2 separate regions of the Hordeum vulgare genome follow, and region 1 is linked to region 2. The links are chromatin contacts, called in public Hi-C maps. All regions are on one chromosome and are shown on one strand. The core of a region is the stretch at or near the end of the contact, and the rest is flanking DNA. Distances in the headings are between cores, read along the strand shown. Region 1 has its middle 100 kb from the start of LOC123424717. Region 2 holds the start of LOC123429450.

What was found. A called contact is a pair of places that touch in the nucleus more often than the background predicts.
Region 1: a contact with region 2 is called in a Hi-C map of seedling, with 4 times the contacts expected there. The contact joins the enhancer-like site here to the promoter of LOC123429450 in region 2. A contact is called at or near these places in 2 of 6 Hi-C or Micro-C datasets (leaf and seedling).

The regions. Positions count from the first base shown.
Region 1 is chr2H:40,312,559-40,317,675 of MorexV3_pseudomolecules_assembly, reverse strand. No RefSeq gene overlaps it. Among protein-coding and RNA genes, the nearest start is that of LOC123424717, 100 kb to the right of the region's middle. Within about 2 kb of position 2,570, at least 2 of the 3 cell types and tissues checked have open chromatin away from gene starts, as enhancers often do. A contact at or near this core is called in seedling, where this site is marked.
Region 2 is chr2H:40,190,861-40,195,750 of MorexV3_pseudomolecules_assembly, reverse strand. LOC123429450 reads left to right here and starts at 2,389. Exons shown (of 3, transcript XM_045113486.1): 1 at 2,389-2,530; 2 at 2,693-2,781; 3 at 2,914-3,317. The coding sequence starts at 2,480. The coding sequence ends at 3,067.

The DNA.
Region 1 (5,117 bases), core at 1,321-3,820, 120 kb before region 2:
TTTGTTATAACCGGCGTTTGACTTTTGCTACCACGTACCATCAGCTTCGGTTTTTTGCTACGATCACATAGATATTTTTTTGCTACAAATTTTATTTTTTGTTGCAACCGTTAAGAAAATTGCTGCATCACATCGAAATTTTACTGCATAGAGAAAAAAATGCTGCATACAGATCCAACGGTGCGGACGCGTGGGGGTTGGTGAATTATGCGGCCCGCATGGGGCCGGCCGAAAGTTTGGGCTGGCGCGCCAGATCACTTCCCCAGTCATATCAGTTATATGTATCTCAGGAATCAGGATCTACGACGGGATCAGCTAGTTGGTGCGCCCGAAAGCTGGCCGTGTCCGGCAGGTTCCTCCTTTGGAACGCGTCGGCCCTCCATCTCGTGAGCTTGTCCAAGAGGTGGTCCGGCCAGAACTGATCCCCATCGTCGACGTGCATCTCCTCGAGCACCATGGCGTTCTCCACGAGGAACTTGGCAAGCTGCACCTGAAAGCAGTTGAGCTCCTTGGACTTGAATTGCAGCGTCACCTTCCGCAGGCTGGTCCTCACGCAGCTGAACGCGGAGCTGTTGGCGAAGGCGGCCGGGAGGTCCGAGACCCCGCCGAACTCCACGTCGTCTCGGTGTTCCGTGCACATGGAACCGAGCCTGCTGAACCTTTCGACGGACCGTGCGAACGGGCCTCCGGCCTGTTGCTCGGTCATCTTACGATCGTAGTGGTAGTCCCTTGTCATGTTCAGCCTGAGCCGGAGCTCCGACATGGCTGGGCAGGAGTGGAGCAGCGTTGCCAACGCCAGCGCCGTGTTGTTGTCCTTGTAGTTGAACTCCGCGTCTACTTCGAGGAGCTTGAGGTTCGGGAAGCTAGGTGGGCAGGATGGCCTCCTCGTCGGGGTTACCGATGGAATCTTGGTACCGATAGCTGGATCTGTTATGGTGGGAGAGTACGCTGTCGATCGTGGTGAGGTGCAGCTTCAGGGCCCTCGTGCTGGAGAAGCTTGCGAGCGCGCGCGCCGTGGACTCGTACTTATAGAAACCTCTCTCGCAGTGGGTGGTGTCGAGGTGGACTCGTGCCAGCCCCGGCGCCGGCGATGTCAGCGAGAGCTTGAAAGGGAAGCCCTTGTAGCAGAAGGAGCGCAGGCTGGGCATGTCGAGCTGTATGCCGATGTTGCGGGAGTCGTCGAGCTCTTCCTGGCAGACGCAGGTCTCGAGCACCAAGGCGGTGACCGTCGGGGAGCGGAGGCAAAGGGGCAGGTTGAAAGCCTTGGGTGCGTAGTAGGGATCGGAATTCGGAAGTGACCGGCTTGGGCGGCTTGTTGGTCACATCCACCAGCGAGAGCGTGGTGAGGGCCGGCGCGGCGTCGACCATGATCTGCAGATACCCCTGCAAGTAAGTGCAGTTGCGCAGGGTGAGATCCGTGAGGCGCGGCAAAGCGAGCTGCGCCTGGGCGGACGGCTCGAGGCCGCAGGAGTCGAGCTCCAGCACCCGGAGCGTGGTGGCGGCGCACGGCAGGGAGGCCAGCGGCGGGACGTAGAAGCTCCGGTAGGAATGCTCGGCGGCGAGGCGGGGTCGAGGAGGAGGCCGGCGACCCGGGCATCGCACTGCGGTTCCCCGTCGTGGTACCTGCCGACTGGTGTTTTTTTCGCCTTCCAGAGAGGGATGAGGCCTTCAGCTGAACGGCCCAGAATGTTCGTTGGCCTTTCACACCAAACTCAAGGACACGTATCAAGGACACAAATATCCCTAAAAAAAAAAATACAAGGACACAGGTAGAGCGTAAGCTTCTTGAGCGCCGTCTCGCGGCGGCTGTTGAAATAATCCAAACATTCCTTATGGTTAAGTTAGTTTCCATGTATTAAAAGTACATGTTAGGATATGCTGTACTAGTTTGTCCTTGTCAGTTTAGGCTAATCGTGATCGGGGTGGCCGGTGATTAGGCTAGGTGCACTACGTTAGGAAATCTTGGTTGTGTCCATGTTGAGTCCGGTTCGGAGTAGTATAATTGGTCTTGGTTAGAGGCCGAGTCCGGTTTGTGCTGAAGTCCTAGCATCTATAGATTGGGTTTGTGTTGGTCGGTGTCGGCTTCTACATTATATATATGCAGCAGGTCTACGTGAGTTTTGTACCGTGAAAAATATTGAGGAATAAAAAGAAAGAAAAGAGGGGCACGACATGTGCCCTTGGCTATAAGTTTTTCTGCGCGTGTGTTCGTGTGATTTGATGTGATCGATCCTGAAAGTGAAAAGTCAACAGCGGCGGCTGGCTAGGGCGGCCTTGCCGCGGCGGAAGAAGTTGTCGAAGCGGTCGTGGTGGCTGGACCATCGACTGCTGTTGAGGTTGAGGGCGTCGGCGTCGGCGTCGGCGGCGGCCATGGTGCAAGTAGAGAGATGATCGGCGTCGGCGGCGGGGCGCAGCAGGATGGATATATGGATCTGATGCCGAGTCGGTTTGTTTTGGTTGAACGAACTCAGTACGTGTTGCGTTGCATTGGCGGTTCGTACAGAGTCCAGGATCATCGGTGTCTTTTTTTTTTCCTTCCAGAGGGATGAGGCCTTCAGCTGAGCGGCCCAGTATGTTCGTTGGACTTTCAGGCCTTTCACACCAAACTCAAGGACACGTATCAAGGACACAAATATCCCTCAAAAGAAAATACAAGGACACACAAATCGTCAGAAGCAGTCGCTAATCATATATGCTCCCTATTTTCGGCGAAGAAGGAAACTTTATCAGAGCATCCCGGTCAGATTCCAATTCCTCGATAAAAAAGAGATATTCTGGCACACAGCACACTAATTGAAAATACACAGAGAGCTGACACTCTTACTCTAAAACTGGTTTGATGCCAACATTTGGCATTGCAAATACTTCCTTGGTTCGAAAATACTTGTCCGAGGAATGAATATATTTAGATGTATTTTAGTTTTAGATACATCCATTTTTACGACAAGTAATTCCGGACGGGTAGAATACTTCCTCCATTACTCAGTGTTCTGCGTCGACGCGCGGGCCGCACGATCCACCAGCCCCCGCGTCCGCATGTTGAATCTTCATGCAACATTTTTTCTTCCGATGCAGCAAAAACTCGACGAAATGCAGCAATTTTTTCAACGATTTCAACAAAAAAAATTGTAGCAAAAAAAATATCTACATGATCGTAGCAGAAAAACAAAGTTAATGGTGTGTGGTAGCAAAAGTCAAACGCCGGTTGTAACAAATATCTACGTGAACGTGTATACAACTTTTTTAGTGAACGGTTGCAGCAAAAAAGATGTCGGTTGTAGGAAAAATTAACACGATTGTAGCAAAAGTAAAAAAAACATCGATTGTAACGAAAAATTCGACGAACTGGAGTTGTAACTAAACGTATATCCAACTTTTTTTACTGGACAAATGTAGCAAATAAAAACACTTGCAGCAAATACGATGTTGATTGCAACATTTTAGACGGAAAAATGTTGCATGCCTAGTCAGCACTCAGCGCGCGGGTCGCGTGCACGCGGCCGGCCGAACGGTTCGACCGGCGCACCGGCCAGAATATAAGGTGCATTAGTGTTTAAAACAGTCAAACATTGTTTATATTTGACCAATATTATAGCAAAACATATAAGATGGTGTTTCTTTAACTAGTGACTAGACTAAAAAGTCCCTTTTAGTCCCTAGGTAAAGAAATAGGAGGGACTTTTTCTGAAGGTACTAGAAAAAGTCTCTATTAAAAGAACTTTTTTCTTTAGTCTCTGAGACTAAAAAAAAGTCTAGTCTCTTGAAAAGAAACACCACTTAAATATAAAAAGTATTAAATATATAAAATATAGAATTTATGTTCAAAAAGACCATTAACCGAGTGTTATTGTCAAAAAAGACCAAATACGGTATGAAATACGAAAAAAGACCCCCACTTCTCATGACGGCACGCGCGCCGGATGTCGCATGGCACCTGTCGCCACGGGCCGAGGCGGCTAGGCCCTGCCGCCACCCGGCGAGGCGGTCGGCCGCGCAGGTGTGACCTACCGCCAACGCTCCAAGCGGCAGGCTGCGCACGATAGGCATGGCCAGGCATGGAACTTGATGCATGTACGTATGGACTAGAGCATGAGATAGGGCTAGCGCACGTCCATAGTCAGCCATAGCGCTGGCTCGTCCTGGCTTGGATTGAATGCACGCACGTACGGCTCGGACTGAATGCATGCACGTACGAGTGTGCAGCCTGTCGCCTCGAGCGCTGGTGGCAGGTCCCACCTTCGCGGCTGACCGCCTCGCCGGGTGGCGGCAGGGCCTGGCCGTCTTGGCTCGTGGTGGCAGGTGCCACGCATCACCCGGCGCGCCTGCCGCCACGAAAAATGAGGGTCTTTTCTTGCATTCCATACTGCAGCTGGTCTTTTTTGACAATAACATTCGGCTAGTGGTCTTTTTGAACAAAACTTCATAAAATATAAATGTATATTTCATGAAGAATCTAGTGATATAGGTATTCTAGACATTAATATTGTTGTCTATAAAGTTGATCAAAGTTTAAAAAAATTGACTTTTTAGATAAATAACAAATCTTATATTTAGGAACGGAGGGAGTACTTGGCAAGCCAACAATTGGCAACATTGAAAGTTGCCAAAACTTGGCAACTTCTTGTGAGGTTGTGTCACGCCCAAGATGCGACCCTGTTCTCAATTTGGCACGAGGGCCTCGTCAGTGATAGAATCGCATCTCGTCGTGTCGCAAGAATGGATATTGTTACAAGTACATGTACTGAAAAGAAGAGATATATAATAGAATTGGCTTACACTCGCCACAAGCTACATCAGAGTCACAGCAGTACAATACATAAACATCAGAAGAAGAGCAGGGTCCGACTACAGACGAAAACAAACGAGAAAAGAAGAACGACGTCCATCCTTGCTATCCCAGGCTGCCGGCCTGGAACCCATCCTAGATCGACGAAGAAGAAGAAGAAGAAGAAGCAACTCCAAATGAACAATCAACGCGCTCGCGTCAAGTAACCTTTACCTGTACCTGCAACTGGTGTTGTAGTAATCTGTGAGCCACAGGAAACTCAACAATCTCATTTTCAAAGGTATCAAGACTAGCAAAGCTTAATGGGTGAGGTATGGTTAAGTGGTGAGAT
Region 2 (4,890 bases), core at 1,140-3,639:
GTAGAAGACACTCCGACATACCACTGTGAAAACTACGATCGAAAGGATAATGACACATTTTGAGCACACTCCTTACCAACCCTTGCTGTGGAGAGGGTTTTATAGGTGCTGAAGAGCGGGAAATAAATGGTGGGAAAGCGAGGCGGGAACAAAATGGCGGGAAAGCTAGGCGGGAAAAAAATGGCGGGAACAAAAATGCTCAGTTGGTTCTTCGTGGATAACACATATACTACCAATAACTTGAGATTACAGACAAACTAAGATAGACCTTGCCGGAATTAAAATACAACTTGCTGAAATTAAGATACAACGTGCTGACACAACTTGCTGAAATTAAGATACAACTTGCTGAAATTATAATAAATCTACTGAGTCCAGCGTGGATATTTCCCTTTTCCATCACCAGCTTCTTCTACTACTTTGGCCGCACGAGCCATTTCTCTCTTTCTCTCCCTCTCAGCTTCACGGGCCTGTTCCCGCTGTCTGTAAACCTCCTCCAACCGAAGTTTCTCTTCTTGGTTCTTCCTTATCATATCATCAATAAAAGCCCTCTGCTCCACACAGTAATCTTCCCACTCTTTCTTCTGCTCTGCTTTCTCCTCTGCTTTAGCCTTCGCGCGGCGCTCTTCCAAGTCCAAGCTAGCCCATGCACGGCGACCTCTTTCACGAATCTCGGTCACCGCCCAGTCCGGCAATTCTGTGTCAATCCAACGATAGTACATGCAGAGAGGAGGAGGAGACTACAATATATATATATATATATATATATATATATATATATATATATATCAAGTAAACAATAATATCAATAACATATTTACTCTGGATAACTTGAGCATACCGGAGGCCTGAGGTACGCAGAAATAGATTCGGGCGGATCAGATTCATAATTGGCGCACATAAAAAACTTCATGCCCAACCAATCTGAAAAATCCGTCACCTCCTTCACCTTGCAGAGATCACCGCACCAACATCGAACTGCTTCCACACCCCGAGGCAAACTCGCACTCTGCATTTTATTAGGCCTGATGCTCTGATCCGAGCAAGACAAACTCATATTCACTGGATGATGGAGGATGGAAGGCAGTGCTAGTGTTCTCAAGTGAGGCTGGATGATGGAGGAAGGCAGTCCAATGCCTCCTTTTATAGACTTAGATAACCAGGAATATGGCAGGAAAAAGAGAAGGGAAATGAGGCGGGAAAGGTTTGGCGGGAAATAAGAGGGTAAATAGTTGGCGGGAAAGGTGGTGGGAAACGAAACGGGTAAAATTTGGCGGGAAAGGTGGTGCGAAAAAATAGGCGGGAATGGAGACGTGGAAATATTTACGGCAACGGAGTAGGCAAAATAGCTAATGTTCAAAATACACATAAGTTTCTTACATAAAATATCATCGCGAATGAGACGGATAGTTTGGATGCCCTCCTCCTTACACAACATAAAATATCATCGCGAGTGAAACGTTCAAAACAGTTCAGGTAAGCTAGTCCTTTCATCCTCTAAAAACAGTTCGTGGGTGTACCATTGCTCTAAGCAATATGAGAAAGACAATAGTGACAGATTTAGTTTTACGAAATTTAATCTTTTTTTTTGCGAATGTTCAAAATCTAGTTGTTATCTGTTTAAGAAGTAGGAAATTATAATTTTAGTTCCATGTGTCTATTGCTATTTATTCAAGAAAAGGAGTACATCATTTTAGTATCATTTTTTCATTGTTTGAATTCTTCTTAGAATTAATAGAATGATTATTTCAAAGAGGAAAAAAGATGCCACTTCCCTCCAAAACAGCAAAAATAAATAAGGGGAGAAATAAGGAGAAGAAATAGAGAAGGAGGGAGAAGAAATAGAGAAAGGAGGGAGAGGGGGGGGGGGAAGGGCCTGGCGCTGCCACTACTCGGCCACGGCCAGGCCGAGTGGCAGTGGTCTTCCACTAATCGGCCACGTGGAAGCCGAGAGCACCCTGTCGGCTATGGCGAGGCCGAGAGCTCCCAGTCGGCCACAGGGTGGCCGAGGCAGGTATATTTCTCGAACTTTTTTATTTGGTGCATTATTTTTTTAAAAGAATAAAAAAATGCAATATTTAAAAAAAAAACCGCGCGATGATGTAGTCGGGCCACCGGTGGAACCTGCAGGTAGGACCATAGGGACAGGGGGCGTAACCGTGTAGGAATTTGCACTCAACCCAAACCAATGTCGGTTGCGTCACGTCACGGCACGGCGCGGGCGTGACCAGTTCACGTGTCGTACGCGTCGCCAAGCAGCGCATTTTTTTTTTTCACCGCGGGCTGCCGAATCCCGCACCCGTCCGGTGTTTGCAAAGCCCACGTCCCCCCCGCACCGCGTCAACCGAACGCGCCTCGCCCGCTCGCTATATAGCGACCCGGGTTGACAACCCTCTCCCGTGCTAGTAGTCGACAACCGGCAGCCAAAGGGATACTCCCGCAGATCCATTCTTGGGCGAGAAGAAAGAAGCAGACAGCAATGGCGGCAGGCGCCTCCTCCGCCGCCTGGAAGCGATGGCTCCGCCCTGAGGTACGTGCGAGTGCGACCCAAATCCCCCGCTCCTCTCTCTCTCTCGGTTCGTAGATCGGAGATTCTCGTGATGGAACGAAGTGGCTGGGGTTTTCGGTGGACGATTTGATCTGTTTTCCTCGCGATGAATCAATCACACGCGCGCTGGTATGGCCGGTGCAGGCGTACCCGATCTTCCTGACGACCGGCGTGGCCGTCTCCATCTGCGCCATGCAGCTCATCCGCAACATCACCACCAACCCGGAAGTCAGGTACCCCAACCCAAGCCCTATCTCGGCGGCGGAGACCCCGATCTGACTGACTTCAACAGCCGATGGTTGACGAAACCGTTTTCCGAATCTGAAACCGCGCCGCCGTTGGTTGTCTGTCGGTCTGTTGTGCAGGGTGACCAAGGAGAACAGGGCGGCGGGGGTCCAGGAGAACTTCGACGAGGGGAAGCGCTACTCGCAGCACGGATTCAGGAAGTTCATCGACCGCCAGCGCCCCCAGATCATGCCGGCCATCAACAACTTCTTCTCCGACCCTCCCAAGTATTAGTTCGGTCCAGGCAGGCCGCGAATACCTCTCTGCGCTGCTCGTTTGTTCCGAAGATTGTGCCAGGATTTTAGATGCTGTCTATGTTGTTTGTCATAATTCCAATCGTTTACATGCCCATGGATTGATTGCCTGGCTGGTACGCTTCAGAATCATTATTCGAATCGTTGCCTGGCCATGGAAATATTTGATCATGTTAAGAGTATTACTTTTATAAATGATTTTAAATCTTTGATGGATTTTGGTTTTCTTTTGGGCAAGCGTTAATTAGCGGCCCTGTATTGTTGTTGTTTAATGCCCTTCAATTGCTCAACGGTACTCCCCGATAAAAAATATGTATAAAAACGTCTATAAATCACTAAAATAGTTATCTAAACGGTTTTCTATTTCTTACCTCGGGGTAGAACCTAGGCCACAGCCACATGCACTATTTTTTATATGAACCATGATAAATATATAGCGAACGTTCAGATTTTAGGCATGTCGTGTTGAATGTTTTTCATAACAATTTTAGTTGACGCGAGGTGCAACTTTAGTTGTTAAACCATGCAACTTTGTTTTAATTCATTTATTTTATTAGAAAATTGTCATGTTTACCAACCTAGCGTGAACTAAAGTTATCATGAAAAAACGGTTGGTTTGCCATGCTTAAAATTAAAATGTTCTGATTTTATCATTTTCGTTTTAAAAACATACCACATGCACATAAGTAAGAACATAATCGCAAAAACCTTTGGGCCTCTTCTCTTCTATAAGCCTAGAACCCAACAAGCCCAATATCAATATTCTTACAACAGCTCTAGTCTCTTTTTTTTTTTGGCATGGTAATGTGTCTCATTTATAGAATAAGTTCAAGTTACAAGCCACATAAACACCGTCCTTACAGGACTAAAAAGATAGGGTAATCATATGCAAAATACCATCGCATGTCTCTTTTCGTCGATACCATCGAAGCGGTCACCAAAGGAAAAGAAGACATCACCTCTTCGCATGAGCTCGACGCGGTTCTATCGTTGATCTACAACTTTACACGGACCTTCAAAGTAGTTTCCTAGAAGCAAAACCATTGTCGTTGAAAGAATCATACCGGGGCAACATGTCCCCGGACACGCCATCGAACTCTAGATCTGACACCCTTGCACGACGATGACGACGACTGACACCCTTGCACGACGATGACGACGACATTAGAGGAGGAAAATAGAAGTGTCAGCCACCATCCACGAACCCACTAGAAGATGCGAGCTGTAACTTGTGTAGACAACCATCTACGCGTACTCCTAAACAACAAAAGCTTCCTGCTCCATCATCACGTTGGAAACAATGTCGCAACAACGGGGACAAAGCACAAAGGAAATACACACCTGATGGAGTCGCCGACACTATCCATGAAACCTAACGCCGCCGGTCTGAAGGATCGGTAAACACATGATGCCACCAACACCGAGATGCCGCCATGATGGACACCGCCGGTATGGGAATGGAGCTGAGGCAAATTTATTGGTTCGAGTGTCGCTCCCACCACCCCAATGGTGCACCATGACTTACAAATCCAAACCCTAACTATAGGCCGGAGGAATGGGCCCCCCTCCCTCCTGTCGCCAAAGCAGTAGCCGGAGGGAGAGGGGGACATTGCCCTATCCGGTTGGGACCGGTGGAAGAAGATTGCCTCCCTAGCCGTCTGGCTCGTGGCATCGGCTAGGGTTAGGAAAGATGTCGCGGCTTGCTTTGACGAGAGCAGCGTTGCACATACGTGCACACAACAGCTCCAGTCTATCTAATTCAGAAAAAACTGGATATTGGGAGGGTAGTATTTAAGGTCTTGT